Regions from separate parts of the Mus musculus genome. Here regions 1 and 3 are each linked to region 2. Evidence: chromatin contacts called from public promoter capture Hi-C data. All regions are on one chromosome and are shown on one strand. Each heading gives the region's core, a stretch centred on a gene start, on an enhancer-like site or on the middle of the called end of the contact. The rest is flanking DNA. Distances are from core to core; before and after follow the strand shown.

What was found. Promoter capture Hi-C pulls out the DNA fragments that hold promoters and counts their contacts.
Region 1: a promoter capture Hi-C map of pre-B cells shows a contact between it and region 2, with 2.7 times the contacts expected there. The contact joins the promoter of Prpf38b here to the promoter of Psma5 in region 2. A contact is called at or near these places in 3 of 39 promoter capture datasets (the C10 cell line, cranial neural crest and pre-B cells) and 1 of 115 datasets of contacts at active chromatin or transcription factors (memory CD8 T cells).
Region 3: a promoter capture Hi-C map of pre-B cells shows a contact between it and region 2, with 4 times the contacts expected there. The contact joins the promoter of Fam102b here to the promoter of Psma5 in region 2. A contact is called at or near these places in 2 of 39 promoter capture datasets (cranial neural crest and pre-B cells).

The regions. Positions count from the first base shown.
Region 1 is chr3:108,909,822-108,913,424 of GRCm38.p6, reverse strand. Prpf38b (PRP38 pre-mRNA processing factor 38 (yeast) domain containing B) reads left to right here and starts at 1,696. Exons shown (of 6, transcript NM_025845.3): 1 at 1,696-2,261. The coding sequence starts at 1,983.
Region 2 is chr3:108,255,588-108,259,273 of GRCm38.p6, reverse strand. It overlaps Psma5 (proteasome subunit alpha 5), which reads right to left and starts at 2,348. Exons shown (of 9, transcript NM_011967.3): 1 at 1,969-2,348. The coding sequence starts at 1,997.
Region 3 is chr3:109,025,928-109,029,422 of GRCm38.p6, reverse strand. It overlaps Fam102b (family with sequence similarity 102, member B), which reads left to right and starts at 1,816. Exons shown (of 11, transcript NM_001163567.1): 1 at 1,816-2,238. The coding sequence starts at 2,102.

The DNA of each region.
Region 1 (3,603 bases), core at 447-2,946, 650 kb before region 2:
ATTGGAGTTTGGCGATTCGCACGGCAGGCTGCTCACCTCATGGCATTCAGGAGCAGAGGAGCACTAATGGAATTATTCTGGCCATTGCTGAAGAATGGACTGAAGCCAGAAATAATGCAAGCAATACAAAGTAGACGTCAAGGTCATATTTAAAATTATGCATATGAACTATTTTTCTTTTTTCCAGTGATAGGGCTGAAACTCTTGCTTGCTAATGAAGTCTCTACCTTTGAGGAACATCCTCAGCCCCTAATGCTCATATCCATGAATGAGCACAGGAAAACACGTTTCTGTTGGGATTAAACCAACGTTGCCCATGCTAGCTAGGCACCTCGTCTACCATTAAACTACACCAATAGCCTGATTTTTTTTTAAGTCAGATTATTATACCAGTCTAGTCTTGGCCTCTTGATTGTTCTGCCTCAGTCTCTGGAATGTAAATTTCCTTTCAGACGTAGCCATCAAAACCAACCTAGCCTGATTTAAATACACACACACTATAAGGATGTGGGGTAGCCTTTGGTAAGCATTAAGTTCCTAATGTTTCATCCACACATTACAGACATTTTATTGCCACTACTCCCCACGAAGCACAGCTCCCAGCTTCTTGCCAACTGTGCTATTTTCCATCTCTAAGCCTGATTTTGCTTTCTATGCTTAAGCCATTCTTTGCTCAAATCAGGCTTATTAGATGGTAAATAGTAGATGATGGTCAAAGGCTCCAGCAGCCTCTTAACTCTCAAACACTATTAATCTTAAATTATTAGTACCTTTGAGAACAGATACCCTGATTACTTTCCCACCTTTTCTCCATCTCCATTCCTCACTCCCTTTTCTAAGGCCTAGCCCAGTGCAGCGGTACCATAGAACTAGCATCTCACTACATGTGGTAGCTCAGGACCCAAAATCCCAGTATCTCGAAGGCTGTGGCGTAAAGATTGTCTTGTGTTTGAGGCCAGCCTGAGCTACATGCTAGCCTCAGCTATAGTGTGAGACCCTAATTGAAAATTAAAAAAAAAAAAAAAAAAAAAAAAAAGGTGAGTCAATGGAAGCACTCCACGTAGGGTAGCAGATTTTATGTTTTTTGTTATTTTGAGATTGGATGTCTATGGAACTTGGCTTCAGAATCACAGACCCGTCTGCCCCTTCCTCCCCAGCACTGGAAATAAAGCGGGCGCCACCACACCCAGTTGAGAGTACTTTCTTTAAAGCTCACAACCCAGTTAAAATATTATCCTAATCTTAGGAGAAAAAAAATTTGGGGCCGTCTACGACTTCCGGTAGGACACTATTACCTCTGCGAAAGCCTCAAGGACTCTATCGGAGTCAATTCCCTGACTCTAGTCCTTTCTGGAGAATCTAACAAAATTAACTCATGAGACTTCGACCGCTCCGCAGGAGCAGTCACGCATCCGTCCAGAACACAAGTGTCACGAGACCCTCTTCCTGCCTCGAGAAAAATCAAGCAACGGATGCAAACTCTAAAACATAGCAACTGTGTCCAGACCCCCTTCCCCCTGGGCCAAAGTCCCAGGAGGAAGCCACCAGCCCGGCACACAGACCACCGGAGCCGAGCCAACACGCAACGACCTCGCGCAACCAGGAAGAGGAATAGCCTGCACACACGGGCGGCTCTGATTGGCCACGGCCTTAGCTCGAACGCCCGGGCGTATGGCGTCACTTCCGCTGGCCCCGCCATCTTGTTCCCAGGGGCAGTTGGCGGAAGAGATCGAGCTCCTCTGCTGCCCGTTCTGCTTTGCGTCCGGAGTTCTCCCCGCCTCGTTTTTGGCGTCCGTCTCGGGCCCGGGCTCCCGTGTGTCGGCGTCCCAGTTGCAGTTTCCCGCTCGGCTGGGGCACAACGCGGCGGGCTCCTTGCCCCGACGGCCTTCCATGGAGTAGGTCCGGGACCGTTGTCCCGAAGAGCGCGATCGAGCTTGGCCTCCCTCCTCCCGCCCGCCCTCCTTCCTTCCTGCCGCGGCACCATGGCCAACAACAGCCCCGCGCTGACCGGCAACTCGCAACCGCAGCACCAGGCGGCCGCGGCCGTGACCCAGCAGCAGCAGCAATGTGGCGGCGGCGGCGGCGCCACCAAGCCGGCGGTGTCGGGCAAGCAGGGCAATGTGCTGCCGCTGTGGGGCAACGAGAAGACCATGAACCTCAACCCCATGATCCTCACCAACATCCTGTCGTCGCCTTACTTCAAAGTGCAGCTCTACGAGCTCAAGACCTACCACGAGGTGGTGGACGAGATCTACTTTAAGGTACGCATCCTCTAGGCCGCGTGTCGGGGGTAAGTTCGCCAGAGCGGGGTGTCGGATACCGTGGATGCACCCCCTTTCCCTCCCTCCTGAGACCCGCGGATTTGGGGGAGGGGGAAAGTTGGCGGAGGGAGAAGTGAAGCTTGGGGCTGGTTTGGGACGGGTCGGGCTAGGGCCGCCCTCTTTTTTTCCTTTTCAGGTTTTGTTTTTTTTGTTTTGTTTTAATAGCCGGGCGAGCCCGCCACAATCGATCTTTAACCTACCCCAACCTCCTGCCTATCCCTAGGGAGCTGTTGGGCAAGAACTCTAGGGGAGAGGAGAAAAGTAATACCAGAAGCCTGTCCAAGTTCACCATTTTTTAAAAAAATGACTCCTTTTTACCTGTGTCGACTAAGCACTAACTCGGTGCTTCTGCCGCTGCCCCCCGGGCCAGCGGAATTACTGAAGTAATTACTTCAATGTCGGCCTCGTGCTCTTCGTTAAGCTCTCCAATCCCGACAGAAATTGGCCAGTGAGTGTGTCGGGTGGGCCGGGAGGGTTGAGGGTGGCGTGGAGTGCCAGGGCAAAAGAGGTGTACAGAAGGCCTGGAAATTTTTCCCAGCAGGAAGTCAGGAGTCGAAGGTGTCAGCCACCTGTGCGTTGGGCATAATTAGAATGCTCTGGGCCCTGGGCTTCTTTCTGCGGCAGGGTCGGTGCTGGCTTGGCTGTGCTGGGGAGCTCACCTGGCGCCTCCTCACTGCACTCTTGTCTCAGTTCTTGTTTCGTTAGCAGGATTGACTCAGTCTTGCAGCGAGGCTCGGAGCAGCCCAGGGTCGCAGGTAGAGGTATGCACTATTAATCATGCTCAATCGCCAATAAATGCATTTCCCTGGTTAAATGAATGGCTAATTAGGTTTATTTTTACCGGTTTGGTGTTGGGCCATTGATTTTGGTCTCACTAACTAGAGTCTCCACTTCCCTACAAATTAGGTAGTTTAAAAAATAACCTTCCAGGCCTCCGAGGTTAATTTATATTTTAATGAGTATTAATAGTCTTCATGTCTTCAAGCATTTTCGCTAGAGCATGTAAAGTAAAACACATCCAATTTTTCTTGTCTTGACATACACGTGGAGATGTTAACGAAAAGAGATTCTGTATATTTTACCTACTTTTCTCCCAGCCACTTGTTCAGGTTAATGAGAGATTTTTGAGGTACTAATTGCTTTTTATAGACAAACCTTTTAACTTTGTATATATAAAATATACACGTACTCTTGGTGTTCTTTTACAAAAGCTATTAAGTAGGTGTAACTAATACTATGAAGTAGTTTTTTTAAACTAGCTTTTAAAAGGTAAGGCCTTTTC
Region 2 (3,686 bases), core at 1,099-3,598:
AGGTCACCCTGGGCTATAGATGAAACCTTGTCTTTTAAAACAAAAACCAAAAAAGACCCCCCCCCCCAAAAAAGAGAGAGAGAGAGAGAGAGAGCTGGGTCAGCAGTTAGGAGCACTAGGGGCTCTTCCAGAGGAAGCTGCTGCTCTGACTCCCAGCACTGACATCTTGGCTAAAACCCACCCGTCACTCCAGCTCTAGGCGATCCAACACCCTCTGGCCTCAAAGGACACCAGGCATGTATATGGTACATGGACACCCCCAACTGATAGCACACAGTGCCTACAGAGTGAGGTCCAAATTCTAAGTCTATTGAACCATCAGTATCTGGCACCATCCTGTTTTTTCCATAGCACCTACTTGTCCCATAACATGCATCATACATATGTGGTAACCAGCCTGGACTTTTCCAAATGTGTTATGCCTTTTCCTCACTGGTCCCCCTTGTTCATCCTTTATTATCTGTTCGTTCTCATGGTCTTGGTTTACTAGAAATCCTACTTTCCCTGGACCTATCTGAATTATCAGCTTCTTTGTGAAGCTTTCCCCAACCTCCAACAATGAATGCAGCCTCTCATCAGAACGTCCAGTGCTGCCTTAGATTCCTCTAGTAACATCAATACATTTCTGTCTCACATTACAGTTACTGTTGCAAACAGGAGGGTAGAGATCTTGATTCTGCTCACTGCTGTAAAACCAGCTCCCTAAACAGTGCTTCTTGAACACAGCCAACGCTCAAGAACATTAGCTAAATAGAGGCCTGGGCTTTATTTAGTCTTAGCAAATACAAAAGAAAAAAATCCACAAAGCAACTAGTTCATATAAATAAATGGGCAAAGCTCAGTAAAGCCTTTCAGATGAGGATCACAATTTTCTTAACATTTTATCACCTAAAGATGACTCTCTTCAATACTCTGGAAGCCAAGTGTTAACGACCATTTTACTTGACAACAGGAAATAGTTTTAAAACTTCACCGATATTTTCTGAGTCAGCAAAAGGATGGAGATTAATATGTATGTATATATGTGTATATATAAGTATGTATTGAGCCTGTCAAAATTGTGGCACCTGGAATGACATATATATATTTTGACAGGCTCAATACATACTTGCCAAGAAAAGTAATTTCTCAGTGGTAACCTGGAACTAAGAAAATGTCTGCTTTCCCTAACTTTTAAAGGAACCCAGTGGTTTGCAAAACTGCTCAAAACAGAAACTGAAAGTTACAGTATCTACAGCATTTATGACAGTATTAGTTAGCATTTTCGAGACTTGAAAGTTTTTAGGTTGTCTGCTCTTTTAATAAACACAACCACACAGCTTTGACTTTACAAAACATTTAGCTTTCAACACAACACTAAAATTAACTTGCTTTCAAACCTCCTCTCACATACACACACTTTGGTCAAATGGAATCAGTGTATTAAAACTCTTCTGAGAACCACTGTACATTCAAGTTCCCACAAAACCAGATTGTAGGCAATATATTTATCCGAGCATAGCTGAAAACTGCCTTCGCTCTTCAAAAAAGATTAAAATGTACAGCACAGGACGGATTCCTACAAACTCATCCAATAGTCTCTGGTAGCTTCTATTCAAGGAAACTCCTTTCACTTTTCTTTTTCCTAAGCAGTCAGACTTAGGTTGAAAAGACGGACGCAAGGCTGGTGTCCCCCTAATCTACTCCAGGTTAAAGGTCCCGATCCCTCTCCGCCGCCTGCCCCAAGCAGCCCCAGCCTCTCGCTTCCGCGGGGAGTCAGGATTAGCGGTGACTCAGCGGGACAAGTGCAACGGGTCCGCTGCAGTGTAGCTTGGGGAATCTCGCCGGGCGCCTCGGGAACCAGATTCCCCGGGTCCCGCCAGACTTAGGTTCTCCGGGCGCCCCATGACACTGCAGAACCCAGGCCGCGGCGCGGGCCCCAGGCCCGCCCACCCAAATTTCGACCCTGCTGCTTCCCGCCGTACGAACCTGTCGTACTCGGACCGAGTGAGGAACATGGCGAGGACAGAAGGAGGCGGCAGTGGCTACGCGGGGTTCCCAAAGGCCACACGATTGAAAGCAGCACCCTAATCAACCACACCGCCACAGCACCAAGGACCCTGCAGCCGTCTGCGCGTGCGCACGCGACCTTTTTAGCCCGCCCTCCCGTGCTTCCCTTTTATTGGCTGATTGATATTCTCGCCGCGATGATTGGACTTGACAAGCTTCTTCACCGGACCTGGGTTAACAGGGAGGCGGAACTAGAGAGCACTTCCGCTTTCCGTCACCCTTGGTTGCTACGGGCGCTGGGACTCGAGGCAACCGGTGAGAGTGAACCTCGTCGTCGAGGAGTGAGCACGCCGCGCTTTGGATGGCTGCAAGACTTGGCCTGATGACTGGGTTGTCGGAATCGTGACGTAAGTCTCGCCAGCTCGCGTAAATGCAGCCGGGGGACACCGGTCTCTTACTTCGCGCTCGCCTGCCCAGCTCTTCGCTGTCTTCCCGGCTCGGTGGCAGCCGGAACTAGGTTTGCTGAGGACTTTTTGACTTGGGTAGAGAAATGTGTGCGCCTCTACCAGCGTGCCCGGCAGTTCTGCCAGCCGGGCTTGTTGAAAAAAAAAGTTTTAAAAGTTGATAGGTTCTAATCAGCAAGAACGTTTTTCAATTTCTTGCATAGGTACGATTATTTTATCAAGTCTTTCCTGGATTCGTACACATCACCACCACCACCCTAACTATCCAAGTTTCAGACCCAGACCTGGAGTTCAGTATCGGAGCTTCAGATTAGTCACTGCTTTTAAGGACCTTAATTTGTGTATGTGCTTCTTGTTTTCTCTTCCTAAGGGTAGAAGAGCAACTTGAGCTTTTTTTTTTTTTAAGAAACATTGTAAATGAATCATTTATCAAAGAAAGTTAGGTGGTTAAGAAGTCCTGACTCGGGCTGGAGAGATGGCTCAGGGGTTAAGAGCACTGGCTGTTCTTCAGAAGGTCCTGAGTTCAAATCCCAGCAACCACATGGTGGCTCACAACCATCCTGAATGAGATCTGACTTCCTCTTCTGGTGTGTCTGAAGACAGCTACGATGTACTTACATAAAATAAATAAATAAATCTTTAAAAACAAACAAAAAAAACAAAAAAAAAAAGAAGAAGTCCTGACTCTCTAGGAATGTAACTCGGTGACAGAGTACTTTCATAGCATGCATGAACCTCTGCCCAGGCTTGGCGGGGGTGGGGTGTGAGGTGGTCAGAGTACAAAGTTTCAGGTAAGATTAATACCTAATGGAGATATATGATACACCAGGATGACTAGAGTTAATATCTTACACTTGAAATTTTTCTAAGAAGGTAGATTTTAATCACTACCAAAAAAGGCAAATGTTAGTGAAAGTTAACTTAATCGTGATATATACCTATATCAAAACATAATTCTGGTGGCTGGAGAGATAGCTTAGCACCTGATTCCCTTCTAGATGCCCACATTTGGTTCTCAGCGTCCTAGTCAGGCTGCACATAACTACCCTTTATTCTAGCTCTAGGGGATCCACTGCCTTTTTCTGCTCTCTGCTGGCCCCTATATATGTGTCACACATAACACACACACACAAACACACACACACACACACACACACATTGAAAAGTCTTTTTAAAAATACCATTCTGGGTTGGGTGTGATAGTTCCTTTAATCCCAGCACTCAGGAGGCAGG
Region 3 (3,495 bases), core at 567-3,066, 770 kb before region 2:
TGTTATTCTTGTGCGGGGTGTGAGAGGTGTGTGTATGTGTGTGTGTGTGTGTGTGTGTGTGTGTGTGTGGGTGTGTGTGTGTGTGTGAAAGCATGCATGCCATGGTGGTGTTCGGGCCTCAGAGGACAACTTTGTGAAGCTGGTTCTCTTTCCACTTTTCCATGGCTTCTCAGGATTGAAGTCACACTGTGGACGCTCCTGAGGTCCGGCTTGCACTGAGGCTCTTTACCCACCGACATTTCTCTGCAGTCCAGTTTTGTCTTTAAAAGGTCTAAAAAAATACATTTATTTATTTATTTATTTATATAATGCAAGTGTATTTGTAGGTGTGCATGCCTTACAGTGAACCTATGGATGGAGGTCAGAGGCCAATCTGCGGGATTAGCTAGTTGCTTCTTTCTGCCATGTGAATTCCAGGGATGAAACTCATGTCCTGCAAGTTCCTTTAACACTGATCCATCTTGGCCAGGCCAGGACTTTAAAATTATTACAAGCAGGTTTTGGGTTTTGGTCATGGAATCTATCTAGCCAGTAACTGGTGGTTTAGGCAATTAAAATATTTTATATGAATAAATAAATAAATGGGCTGGAGAGATGGCCCAGCAGCTCCAAAGGGACTTGGTTCACTTCTCAAATCCACAGGGCAGCTCACGACTGTCCCGTTTAAGAGTATCAGACACACTTTATGGTCTTTGCAATTACCAGACACACATGTAGTTCACAGGCCTGTAACACAGGCAAGAGACCCAGACACATCAATTGAATTTTTAAAAAACGTAAAGGAATGATCTACAAAGAGGATTCTTTTGAACTACACCTTTTCAAAAATTAAAAAGGCCAGATGCCAGGCTGGGGATGTAGCTCAGTTGTGAGGTAGCTTGCTAGCATGCATGAAAGTCCTGGGTTCGATTCCTAGAACTGCATAAACATGACATGGCGGCACATCCCTATCACCCTGACATGGGGATCACAAGTTCAACATCATCCTTGATTACATGGGGAGTTTGAAGCCAGCCTGAGCTAGAGACCTTGACTACAAACCAAACCAAACAACAGTACCTAAAAACACCACCACCCCTCAAAAACAGTACGCAATTAAATTGATAACATACGTTTTAACAGTAGATACTGTGTGGGGGGGGGGGGGACAATTGATATTCATCTAAAAAGAATTTTTTAAGTATGCCTTTAGAATCTGACTTCATGTGTTCACAGTATGTACAGATTTTAAAGGGGAAAGTATTTTAACTCCTCTGGTCCTTTTTCTTTCCTGGGTGACAGAAATTAAATAAACAAGCCATCAATGACGGGAAACACAAGGCACAGCCCCTTGCTTGGGCACTTGGTGTGGCCACAGCAAATTTTAATCTTTTCCTTTCTCCTAGCTGACTTTCATCTAATGTTTAAGAGCTAGTGGGGTTTAGAGACCCTACAGAAGATTTTTAGGTTTGGGATTCTATTTGTCTCTATTTATCTTCAAACCCAGAGGCCGTGAAATCACTGGAGGGGGAGGGGAAGAAAGGGGGGCGGTGCAAACCCAGAAAGGAAAGGCGCAGAGGAAGCTGCACAAGGAAGCTTTTTCGGCTGGGTTTGTCTTTTTTTAACCCCGGGGAGGCGTGCCGAGCTCGCTGCTGTCGCGTGTTAGCTTGCCCAGCTTCCCCGGCGGGGCGCGCGCCCGCCCGGAGCTCCTCCGCCCTCCGCGGACCGCCCGCTTCCGCGCTGGGTGCGCTTCCGGCTGCGGCCGCTGGGGGCGCCCCGGGCAGGGAGGCGGCAGCGACCGTTCTCCTAGCGGCGCCTCTCTCTCTGCTCGCGATCAGACGGGCGGCGGCGGCGGTACGGAAAGGGCGCCCACTCCCCGGGCGAGCTGCAAGGCGACCGCTCCTCGCGGGCGGCCGGGGTCCGCGCTGCAGCCGCCGGTGCTCTCAGGCCCGGGCTGCCGCGACAGGCGGCCCCGGCTCCCGCCGACTCGCGGCGCCCCCCGGCTGCGCCCCCACGCGCCGCTCGCGGCCCGGGCCATGGGGCTGGGCGGATCCGAGGCTCGGCCGAGCTGAGGCGGCGGCGCCCGTCCGCGCAGCCCGCTCGCCGGCGCCTGGCCCTCACGATGATGAAGAAGAAGAAGTTTAAGTTTAAGGTGGACTTCGAGCTCGAGGAGCTCTCCTCGGTGCCCTTCGTCAACGGGGTCCTCTTCTGCAAGATGCGGCTGCTGGACGGCGGCAGCTTCACCGCCGAGTCCTCCAGGTAAGGAGCCTCGGGAGCTGCTCTCCCGCGGCTGCCCGCAGGCAGGGGCTTCTTGCACGGCCAGCATCCCTTTCTATGCTTGGCCCCTTTGCTCTGTCGAGCTGCCAGCTCGGTGAGCTCATCGTCCTCCAGAGACGAGTCTGAAATCAGCCAGAGCATCGAACAAACGGCACCAAGTGCTTCGCAGTGGGCTGGGCTGGTTGTCCCGCGCGCCTATCTTCAGGTGGCCCCTGAGTCTGCTTTCCCCCCAGTTCTTCAGGAACGGTGGAGACACAGAAAGGATGCTTCTGGTTTGTCCAAAGACATTTCCCATATTTGCAAAATCCAAAGTAGACCGTAAACCTTAGAGAAGCGAAAATGACCCAAACTGTTACAGTCCAAGAGCTCCCACTCGGAACCGCCTGTGGTTGACGTAATTACTGAGACTTTACTGGGACTTAGGGTGGCCACGATAGAGCTTGGGATACGCCTGGTCGGGCTTGTCTTGAGTCAAGCGTTCCTGGCAGACGAGACTATGTAGTCTTTGGCTTGCCTTAGAGCTATGTCTCCAGTTAATGTGCTTATATTCTCAATTACCCATCTTCAAGTGGCCACTAGTGGGTCTCAGTGAAAGACTTAGAATCAAGAGAGCCCAGACCTTATCCTCCATGTCCTTTTAAAATGAGCACCTAGACACTGGGAAAGAATCTGACAGCAGGTGACAGAACGCAGCCATGTATGGCAGGATTCCTTGAGTAATTTAAGGGCAGGTTACACATTGATAGATTTGCTCTTAGATATTTTTCTCTACAGAAAAACAAGATACATGAAAGAAGTTTTGGAATGAACTTTTAAGTTCTTAAAGTCAAGGAGAAGGGGCTAGTCGTCAATATATGTTTTGTCTACGTAAACTTCATTTTTACCCTAAAAAATATTCTTTTTATCTGCTGTTCCATTAATAATGTAAAGGAAAAAATGTCAATGGGTTGTGGGACGGAAGCCAGAAAACTGCCCTCTCTGGCAATAATGAATCCCGTGGAAGCCAGGAAACGCCAAATTGCCTAAATGAACAGATGTACGCGGCACTATTGATCCTCAAATTTATTTTTAAAAATCCACTGAGGATAATTTTCAATATTTAACTGTGATGACAAACCTGTAGACATTCAGCTAATTGATTATACAACCATTTTAACACTGCTGTCAGAGAACAATGAACTGTGGAGAGGAAAAAACTACATGCATACATACATACACACACACACACGCGCGCGCGCG